Linked DNA regions of Hordeum vulgare: all the other regions are linked to region 1. Evidence: chromatin contacts called from public Hi-C data. All regions are on one chromosome and are shown on one strand. The core of a region is the stretch at or near the end of the contact, and the rest is flanking DNA. Distances in the headings are between cores, read along the strand shown.

Region 1 (3,746 bases), core at 854-3,353:
TACAGAGTTGATCTACCTCGAGATCGTATATGGCGATCTAAAACACTATCTGGAATGATCTTAACCTGTCTTACGGGCTAAAGCCTTCTGGTTTATATAGATACCAGGAGTACTAGGGTTACACAATGTCGGTTACACCAAGGAGAAAACATGTGGATTACCATCTTGCCTTGGAGCATACACTAAGTCTTCGGAGGAGTCCGTTCCGGATACAACATCGTCTTGTAATTCGGGCTCCAATGACAATTATATGACAACCCATGACTCCGGCCCATACAAATAGGTAAGCAGCCCAAGGACCCCTTAGTCCCGGACTCCCTCGGTAGCCCCCGAACTGGTCTCCAATGCCGCGGTTTTGATCTAGCATCTTCACACGTCCAAAGTCTTCGACTTGCGGGGCGAGTTCCCCTCTTCCCTATGTTCGACAGACTCCAGTTCGGCTTGCGGTCTATTCTCGATTGTTGAAGCGTTGCATGGCCCACAAAATTGACCATTCCGCGGCAGGGTTTATGGCACCCCTTGATTCCTGTGCACCAATAGGAGGTAGGCGGTTTCAATAATCTTTTCAAAAAGTCCCTTCATGCATGAGTGGGAAAACCACTTATTAAACAAGCCAAGTGTGCTTCAAGCAACACACCTTGTTTCCCCAAACGGCGAGAAGAACATCGGAAAGCACAGAGACATGGCGAGCACTCCAAGCTCCTCCTCACGCCCTCATGACTCTCTTCTAGGCGACCGGGCAAGTTGTTGTGTATCTTGTCTTTGTTTGCGTGACCTAGAGGTGCAGGGATATCTTCCTTCCTCAGATCTGGCACCTTCCCATTCTTGATTGACTTCCGCAAACGGTGAAGCCTTCGCGGAGAAATTCCCTACTCCCCGCAAGGAAGAGAGGGTATGTTTCGTTCTCTTCCTCGTACAACGCTTGGGTTTTCCCATTCACCCTTTTTAAGGGGTTTATAAGAATTTTACGGGATTCAACTCCACTACCTTACCCGTGCATCCATACTTCATATCTCGGGCTTCGTTGCCCTTTGCGAGATGTTTGTGGGCTGTGAAGCCCATTTCTATCTAGGAAGTTTACTGCCTCGTCCCCCGTACTCTAGGTGGGACGATTTGTGAAGTAGGTGGAGCCGAAATGTGGTGTATAGTTGGGCCCTCTTGATGGAGGTAAAACCTGCTCTTGTTTATATTGATGATGGAGTATCGAGTATAGAGTTGATCTACCTCGAGATCGTATATTGTGGTCTAAAACCCTATGAGTAATGATATTAACATGTCCTATGAGCTAAGGCCATCTCGTTTATATAGATACCAGGGATAATAGGATTACACAATACCGGTTACACCAAGGAAAAAACATGATCATTACCATCTTGCCTTGGAGCATATACCAAGTCATGACAATTATAGGGCGACCCATGAGTCCGTCCCATAAAAATAGATAAACAGCCCAAGGACCCCCTAATCTCGAATTCTCTTATTGGACCCGTCCGTTAAACGCGCGGCCGATCCATTTAAAAAAGAGGACGTACACGTCAATCCAAACGGATAAAAGACGGACAAAGCACACGTCTGTTTCGGTCACGCGTTTGGAGCTGTTGTGAGAAGGAAATGAACTTGTACATGTGTGCGCTAAACTTTGTAGTACCTCTAGAAGATGTTTGTCTTTGGATAAACTATTTTCATCCTTCCTTACGGATTGTGTAATGAAGGATTGTAATCCTTCTGGGTGATCTATATAAAGCTCTTGATTAAAAAAAAATTGGTCATGCATCCTCATTTTCTTTGATAAACAATTAGTAATAGCTTTCGCTGCACAGAAAACCAACAGGGCTGAGTTTTCCTTTCTCTGAAACAACTCGTCATTCCCGGATTTCCAAATAGAGTAGACCACAAAAACCATCTTATTCGGGAGAAACCCATATGTGAGTATGCCCGGAATATATATGTCGATCGCAAGTTTTGTTACGTCACTTTTTCCATGCCAAAAGTAGGTTGGCCTCCCAGCCAACGGCAGCACCTAAATTTCCCTGCGATAGACGGTCTGTCCTCTTCCCCGTTGATCCATCCCAACTCCCATGCATATAAAAGCGAGGCCGGCTATTGTTGTCTCTTGTCGGAGCTCCATTTCTTGAATTTTCCTTGGCGGCCTCTCACCGCCGAGTTCCGACCAATCAATCCCATATGTGCCCATTTAGCTCTTCACAGCAGGTAGGATGTGTGGAGATTTGTTCTCTCAATTTCGATTTGATTTCTTCTGTTCTCCCTTCCAAATGAGGAGATTTGATTTGCTTCTCTCTCGTACGTGTAGATCTGCGGCGTCGCGACGCCGCCTTCTGCATCGTTAATCCAGAACGGACTCCACGAGCCGATTAATCATCGCGAGTCAGGATCACGACCTCGCGTGACGCAGCCATGGCGGTCATGGACCAGGACGGCGGTTCTGCGCGCGCACCCGCACCCGCACCCGCACCGATGAGGCTGCCCTCATACTCCTGCAGCCCCGGCAGCGTCGAGGCCACTCACGACCGCAAGCTTTCCCACTCCGACTCCTTCTGGACGCCGGCCGAATCGCTGCGGTCGTCGTCCGCTTCGTCGTCGTCCCCACCTCTATCCAGCAGTTCCTCGTTCGAGAGCATTCCCCTGCCCGACCTTGACCGGCAGTCCTCCTTGTCCTCCACGTCCTCCTACGCGAGCTTGTACCAGGTCGAGGCGGCGGCGGACCACGACCGTTCTTCCTCTTGCGCCGAGTCAATGCCAGCAACGCTGCCGCCGGCAGTCCAGACGATGATGGTGCAGGGGCAGCCCGCTGGGTACGACACGAAGAGGCTCCCTTCATCGATGTTCCGCACGCAGTCCACGTGCCCCGCCCAATGGAGCGCCACCTCGAACGACTCGCTTTTCAGCATCCAGCTGGAAAACTCCGGCGAGATCGGCCCGCTTTACGGTGTCGGCGACCTCTACTACGACGCCTCTGGGGTGTTCCACCGCCTCTCATCCGCCGCGAGGCTGCCGGCCGTGCCAGAGATGTCGACAGGAAACTCCGGCGGGAGTTTGTGCGTGAGGGATGACTGCGCGGGGTGCGGCAGTGGCACAAGCATGAACAAGAAGTCCGTCAGGTTCGCCACCGCCGATGGCGTCGCCGGCACGCGCAGGTACACGCCCGTCTTCTCGGCATGCATTACCTCACATGGTTTGCATTACGTGCGCGGTCTTTCTGTGTCCCTCGTCGTCCTGACCTGCGAATGTTGGCTTCAATTGCAGTCTTCCGCCCGCGTTGGAGGAGACGGAGGCATCGGTGGCGGAAACTGGCGCGGCGGCGGAGGCTGGTTGGTGCTCTTGTCCGTCGATATGGTGGCCAAGCTGCGCGTGCCGCGGATGTGACTGCCGGTGGTCCTGAATTTGGAATGGGTAGGAAATTTTGGACATGTCGAGTCCATTCAACTCCATCTTGTTGATCGGCTGTGGAATGGGTGCATATAGATTGGTAGGCGTCTTGGCGTGTTCTTACTGGCTAATATAAGTATTTGCGAGTTGCGGCGAGACGAAACACAAGTACTGGATCGTTGGCCTTTTCCGAAACACATACGGGCCACATACCTTCATTATCATTTATTTTGCCACGTCAAAACAGATGACATCATCGTTTTTTTAAAAAGTTAATGTCACAATCGTTGGCTACTACAATGGACCAGCGCGGAAAAAAAAGAAAAAGGCTAACTAGCTTAATTTTTACACAAATTGAA
Region 2 (3,746 bases), core at 432-2,931, 460 kb before region 1:
ATCAATATTTGCATGCAACCCACAGCTCAGAGGAACGTAAAACACTTTTCAAGAACAAGGTTACAACTAACAAGTTCAGACATATAAATACATAAAAAGTATGTCAACTGATCAAACTTAATGGACAACATACAGGTATAACTGATAGTACCAACAAGGCATTATTGATTCTTTACTTGGGAAAGAGAAATGATATCAGACCTTTTTGAACTAAAGCACAAAATATCAATTGCAGCAACAAACACTAGCATGTACAAAGGGAGGAACTCCAACAGTGTAAAACTTAAGGAGGTACACTAATTGGTAAAATAAGAACAATCATTAAACAATTGGATTCTCTGCTTAAAAGGTGCAATCATTAAACAGATGAGAGTTTTTTATGGAAATTTTCAACTCAGAAACACATTGGGAACAACTGGATCCATCACAGCAAAATAATTTCAGACTGGAGCAACACCTACTCAAGGAACTTCCAAGAACAAACAAATATAAAGTGCAGCAATAGAAAAACATACTAAAAGTATTTATCATGATTATGCATTTCAAACTTTACAAGCATGTGCATGGCAAAATCCTTCTGATGATAAAAGTTAACCATTTTCCGTTAAGATTACTACAACATGCACATAAGGAAACCCCTGTGATAACTCCACAACGATTTTTAATAGAAGAATACATCAGACAAGAAACTTTATGTTGAAAATATCACAGCTTACAATAAAGTGATATAAGTGAACCAAAATTATAGTCCTACCTATATAATTCGCATATATAAAATGCAGCCAGAACTAAGTACAGGAAGATTATCTTACTTCATGCCAAGATCAATGTGCTCCTGAATACCAAACCCAAAGCAACCAGTGTCACTGAAGTTCCTCCTCAGGAGCTCGTACTCCTTCACCTTCAGCCCACTCTCGAGAAGCTGCATTGCCTTCTCACCCCTGATTGTCACATAGCAGGCAATCTTCTCATTACGACGAATGCCGAAAGACCTGACAGTGTACCTCGCTGCAAAGATAAAACCGCCATGACCATAAGCACCCCTGGGTGTTGAAACCAGACAAGAATTGTCGAGCAAACTTTAGATCGTGGACAATATCTTACCCTTGGAGAAAACTGGCGACTGCCCGCTCAGCTGCTCCAACACCTGATGAGTAAATTCGTATAAATTAGACTCGCGTCTCAAAAAAAAATGTGCAAGCACACATAAGATGAACAACGTAGAGCACTTCGGGATAAATTTCATTTGGAGTGGATTGCGAAATTGTAGATCTATGACCATACGCACTGAAACAATATCAGATACAGCGAAGGATTTTAATTGTTCTTTTGTCGAGGAGACCGTGTTGCGTGACGGGATTGATGGGTCGGGGATCTATGATACCTTGGCAGCGCGAGTGAGGCGATCGCCGCTCTCGCCGACGGAGATGTTGAGGACGAGCTTCTGCACCTTGATCTCCCGCATGGTGTTCAACTGTTTCTTTTCAGTCGACTGCGAGGGACAAACGCGTAAGAACAAAGGGACACGCAAGAAATGGCGAGCGTTGGCATCGCGGCAGGAGTAGGAGAGCTCACCATGATGATCTGACCGGGGAGGCCGCCGGTGGAGAGGAAGCGGACGATGGGAGGGTTTTGGTTCTGGGTGTGGCTGCGGCGGCGGAAACCCTAGAAATCTCCCGGGTCTTATATAGGGGGGGCGCTGGAGGTTGCCGAGCGACGATTTCGCGGAATGGCGTGGGGGGCTTGGAGTGGTCCGATCAATGGATGGACGGCTAGGATATTCAGCTCGGCTTGTGCTTTCTTACTAGCTGGGCTGTTGAGGTTCTCCGGCCCAGCCGGATGGCTAGCTGGACCGGACTCCCGGCCATATTCAATCCAACCAATCTACATTCTAGAGGCCCCTGAAAAAAATACATTTTAGAGTTTCTTACAAAAAAAAAAACTTAGAGCAATGTTTCTCTTCAAAAGATAAATCTAGAACATGAGAGTTTTACTCCAAATACAATGTCGGACCTCTACAAAAATGCAACTTTATCCCTTTGGGCAACAATCTTTTCACTATTTTTATAGGCCATGGTCTACGATAATCGTCTTATGTGTGTCGGACAGAGTCAACTTCTTGAGTTTTGTTATCGGTTTTGCTTTCTCTCCGGGTTTGATTGGGTTGACAAAGAAGTTAACCGATAAGGGGTTTAACAGACCCTAGCTTTCCATAGAAGTCTAGATTGAATTTCGACTTTCCTCCATGTCATGTCCGGTATGTACCTTCTAGCTAAAATATCAAAAAAAATACATCATAAACGTATCATTTTTATAAGAGAATTAAATTGTATTGCGAGTGATACGATAGGGCTAAAACTCGATGTTATACAATCACTGGTGACCACTCATAGTAGCTTTGATCTCCTTCACTCAAGTGTTTTTCGATAGTCTGTACTCATCAAGAACTTGATTCACCAACGTACACTCATTATTTGCAGTTGTGTGTTAGTGAAACTAGGGCATTTTGTTGTTCCTAGAGGCTCCACCAAATTAACATTGCAAGAAAGTCAAAGTTCCCTCACGACATCCTCTTGCAAGTTCTTCTTATTAAGATCTCTGTGATAAAAGGCAGTTTTATGCACGCTTAGGTGCTAAGCAACAAAGATGCGTGTCTAGGGTCATGCTAGGGTTGTAAACATGGTCAAGTTGAGGCAAGCAGGAAATATGTCATTCCATATGAGATCATGTCATATTGCGGTAACTGACAATATGAGTGTTGGTAGTTTATTAATTTACATGCTTTAAATTAATGTATATACACATATAATATTCAAGGTGCATACATGATAGTCATAACTATATGACTGCATGTGTTGCGATGTATGGGTCGTTCTGTAATGATTTTCACAAATTAGAGGGGGCATGAGGAAGAGCATGAAGGAGAAGGACAACAAGATGAAACACAAAGATAGCTAGTGTAGCATACTTGTTGAAGCACACTAGGCAAATGCCCGAGCGTTGCAACGAGACTTTATATAAAAATAATAATGAGGTAAACTTTACTTTATGTATTCGGAACATTTGCAGCTACGTGAGCTGCAAGGATATCCTTCACAAATGTGTTTCTTTGAATGATTTTCATAGCACACAAGGATTTAGGTTAAACTTCAATATATGTAATATTTAAAGAATGGTGGAGTAAATCATGTTGGGGGATGATCTTCAATAAAAATGTTGAGGTACCATGACTTAAAGTGGTCTAAAACTCTAAATGCAACACCCCTTCACGTGCATGGTGTGACATTAAAAAGAAAAAAATGTCATGATACAAAATATTTAAATTGACATGTTATGTGTTTTATTTGTCTAAAACCAAAAGTCACACAAAATAAAAATGATGTGATTCAGAATTAAGAATGTCATGCCAATAAAAATAAATTTAGCTCGCTAAAAGATAAAAAGAATGCCACGTTCTTAACAATAAAATTGCATGCTCTTGATCACAAAAATGCCATCATAAAAAATTCCATGCTATGTAGTTTCTTCATCAAGAAAATCATGCAAAAAGATTGCAGTGGTTCTCAAATTAGAATTGGCATGCCATTCAATATATATTCACCATCCTACAGATACAAAAAATGCCAAGATCTTTAAAAAACAAAAATGACATGCTCTTCATAATTGAAATGCAGGAGGAGAAGTCGTTCCATAAAAACAACAAACATATGTGATATGAATCTATTCCATCACCTAGAGGAGGAGCT
Region 3 (3,746 bases), core at 325-2,824, 440 kb after region 1:
CTGTATATTAAGCTCAGCTTACTTACCAATAGAAAAAGGGCTCCGTACTCTCACTCCTGGACCAGACATCATAATAGATATGCAAATTGTGCCCATATCGATGCCTTGGGTCAATCTGTCCGAAGGCATAAAATGGCAACATTAGTAGTAATAAACAATCTGCAACAATCTCAGTGGACAGTAGGACACTACCTACTGATCTTAGTTTAGTGCTAGAGTTTAAGTAGCATGTGACTTACAGCTTCGAGCCAGTGCTGCAATGCCAGCTTCTGAGCCTTCCCATTCTTAGATAACCCCTTGCCAACCTAAACCAACGAAAAAGATCGCGTCATTCAACTGCAAGTTTGATCAAAATACAAGGCACCAGGTAGACGGTTTGATGAATCAATGAATGTTAGTCACCTTAGCGGCTCTTGTCCTTGCCCTCGCCCACCGCGACGCCGCCGTTTCGGGCTTTCCGCCGTTGAAGAACGATATCGAGCTGTGCTTCAGTGATGCAAAGTCCAGTGCTTTCCACCTGCGATAAGAATCAAAACTTCTATAACTTTCTGAATGTTAACTAGCTGTCCCAGTGCTCAAGGTCAAGGACCGAAGAAACTGATACATACCATAGCTCCTCTACGACGACTGCGCAGTCGGCGAGGTTTCGCCTGGTCCGGTAACTCTTGTAAACCTTTTGAAGTTTGACGGCTGCAGCATCAAGCTCACATTTGGGGCTGGACGATACATTGGGGCTCGATGCGTCAGAGTTGCGTCGGTCTTGGATGCCATTTATCAGGCTCTGTTTGCTCTTATTCTGAACTGAACCTGTGGATTTCTCTCCTCCTTGCCACTGTTTGAAGCTCACAGAGCGCACCAGTGTGGCCTTGGAGAAGAGATGTTTCTTGTTCCGTTCATCCCGAGGAGAGGGGATTTTGTTCACCATGTCGGTTTTGTGTGTCCTCGGACTGGAGATCTCCGTGCCAACAACTTCAGACCGCGCGCGACGGTACAATCCAATAAACTGAACCTTCTCCTCAAAAATTGGGAGAATCTGAATTAGTTTCATGTGAAACGGTGATTTTGAGCAACTTGGAAGAGAACTGAAAAGAACAAATCTGCTCTTGTGACATGGTCAACGGTCAGACAAGAATAAAGCACTAACAACAACCAGCTACCAGCCGGCTGAAATGACCCCAGACTTTCAGGATCTCCACAGCAACAACAAGATGAGTTCATAAGTGCATTCGTGACCTAAACGAACTGAGACCAATACTTGAGCTCTTGAATCCATCTTTAGAACAAAACCAACTAGACTTCAAGTGGCAAAACACCTATAGAACTCACAGTCAAAATAAATAATCCTGCCACGGAACCTCATGTTGGACCGATTCCAGTCCCCAGCAAGAACACGAACCAAGAAGAGGACCGGGTCAACTTCTAAGCAATCAAAGCAAGAACTCCATGATCCTCACCTGTGGTCTCGGCGCAGCAACCCAAGAACTGGAGTCTTCCCCGGAGGCGACAGGAATCGCGGAAGGCGTCGAGGGGTGGGAGAGAAATCTTATATGTGGTAATCCGTCGAATGTCGATGTGCACCGTACCTCAGGGGAGCTTACGCTCCCTCTTATATATATGTACCGAAACCTTGGACTGGCCCCAGAGACGTCAGTTTTGTATTCGAGGGTTCATGGCTGGGCAATTTTGTTGCCCAAGCAAGCTAAGACTTCGGTCACTGCTGAAGTATGCACAAGAGGCTGCTGGCTTTCAACTCGCTGGACGTTCTTTCAGTTTACACCCTGCCATACGTCTCTTCTCCAGACAGGTCCTGAGCGGTCATCCTTTTTATTGGGTTGGTCTTGGTCGTCTGTGTGTGGTTGGGGGGAGGGGGGCGTTATGTCTTCCTTCCTGAAGGCCCTACGTTGTCCAAACTATGTTTCTTATGAGCAGTGCTATAGTACTAGGTAAGATAGCTTTCCTTCGGATTTTTGAAGGATGGATCAAATCATCGATTCGGTCGCATCATTTTGTAAATCAGCACCATTCATAGTACGCATCGTACAAATTTCGTACGTGCACTGTCATGTGCAGAGTAGTTTCGTTTTTTTTCATTTGTGTTTCTAAAGGTAAATTCTTATTTGTATATTTTACATGTAGTTTTGTAGGATATTTTAACAAAATGTGAAACTTATACCTTGACAAAAATGACACATTCTATGGCACGATCATCCTTCAAGCATTCATAGGTCTTCTTAGCCCTACGGAACCTTGACAACTTAGCTTGTAACCCATGTCATGAGAAGATTGTATGTATATGAAAATAGGGATGCCTGTTTATAAATGTGTTAGGCTTTCTTATGGAAAAGGCCCATGTATTAACCGCTGGATATAAATTAGGATCCTTATGCTTACTTATGCTTACATGTCCAACGAAAAAGGGATATATTAAACATTAAGATGGCTTCGGTCCAGTTTGTGAATAATGAATTTCTAAAAGGGTTGGACGCACTTTGCTGCGATGTTGATGTTTTTTGGATTCCTATAATTTTTGTACTCAATCTATTTTAAAATGTAAGGTGTATTGATTTTTTGAAAAGTCGAACCTCTTTAAATTTGCTTACATTTTTGTTGAAATATCTCAGTATCCATAATATCAAATTGGATTCTTAGATTCATCATGAAATGAATTTTCATATTTTATTATTGGCTAACTTCCAGTCGACCGGAAGTTAGGGACAAATCCGCACAACTCGTTCCTACATGATTGCTCTCATCCCATGCTCGCTTGCACTGATTTTTTTCCTTCTCTCAAAAACCGTAGTGAATCGCTAGTGGATTTTTCTGGTTTTTCGCTGCATAACATGCAATAATTATTGAACCTAATAACCAACTAAGCCACCTTTTGATATCTATTGTAGATAAGCAATGTTATTTGAACCTTTTTTTTATTTCTTTCATATCAGAAAAAATAATAAAGATTGGCTTGATAACTTTGGCATGACGAACGTGATAAATATAGTATGAGTAACATAATAACTATACCATGATAAGATTGATAACTACAGTACGAGAAGGTTAAAGCATGTGGCAGTATGATAATTTAACACAAAAAATACCGGTTACATGTTTCAAAACCTTTTTCCCCTTGGATGAAAGATACCATGGTGTTTAAACGTAAGATATTAGGTCTGTGATGCATAAAATTGTCATAAATTTACATGAAAGTTATCGGAGGAGTTATATTTCAATGTTTTTTTTCCTTGAAATCAAAGTTAACATGGTGGTTGAACATAAGTTATGAGGTCCTCGGTGCATAAATGACCATACTATTTATATAGAAATTACCAGGGCATGTTTCAGTAACATTTTTCTCATGGGTAAAAAAGTTATCAATGTGTTTTATGTAAGTTATCGGATGTCTGGTGCGTAAATTATCATGCTATTTGCACTAGGTTATCAGGGGATATTTTAATAACTTTTTGCCCAAGATGAAAAGTTATGAGTGTGTTTGTATGTAAATTGTGAGGTTAGTTGTACGTAAGTTATCATCTTATTTACACAGAAGTTACCGGGGTATATTTCAACAACCTTTTCACCTCGGATGGTAAAAAAAGGTATTTTATTTGAACTTGTTTGGAGCCAAGTAGTGGGTGGGTTGGCTAGTGTCTTAAGATCTCAATATTGAAGTCTCAAGTTCAATTTCAGCTTTAACATGATTTTTAGGCTATAAAACTACAAGTATGGAAACTGGTAGCACCGAGATCTGT

What was found. Hi-C and Micro-C count contacts between places; a contact is called where the count stands out from the background.
Region 2: a Hi-C map of seedling shows a contact between it and region 1, with 7 times the contacts expected there. The contact joins the promoter of LOC123427513 here to the promoter of LOC123408285 in region 1. A contact is called at or near these places in 3 of 6 Hi-C or Micro-C datasets (leaf and seedling) and 1 of 1 datasets of contacts at active chromatin or transcription factors (embryo).
Region 3: a Hi-C map of leaf shows a contact between it and region 1, with 3 times the contacts expected there. The contact joins the promoter of LOC123427556 here to the promoter of LOC123408285 in region 1. A contact is called at or near these places in 3 of 6 Hi-C or Micro-C datasets (leaf and seedling).

Annotation. Positions count from the first base shown.
Region 1 is chr1H:150,962,236-150,965,981 of MorexV3_pseudomolecules_assembly, forward strand. LOC123408285 reads left to right here and starts at 2,104. Exons shown (of 3, transcript XM_045101428.1): 1 at 2,104-2,211; 2 at 2,312-3,155; 3 at 3,265-3,545. The coding sequence starts at 2,416. The coding sequence ends at 3,400.
Region 2 is chr1H:150,502,898-150,506,643 of MorexV3_pseudomolecules_assembly, forward strand. LOC123427513 (60S ribosomal protein L11-like) reads right to left here and starts at 1,682. Exons shown (of 5, transcript XM_045111585.1): 1 at 1,576-1,682; 2 at 1,385-1,492; 3 at 1,105-1,147; 4 at 813-1,008. The coding sequence starts at 1,578.
Region 3 is chr1H:151,401,324-151,405,069 of MorexV3_pseudomolecules_assembly, forward strand. It overlaps LOC123427556 (IQ domain-containing protein IQM1-like), which reads right to left and starts at 1,575. Exons shown (of 10, transcript XM_045111638.1): 1 at 1,455-1,575; 2 at 609-1,009; 3 at 403-517; 4 at 240-305; 5 at 27-115. The coding sequence starts at 925. All of the region lies in intron 17 of LOC123427522 (diacylglycerol O-acyltransferase 1-1-like), which reads left to right.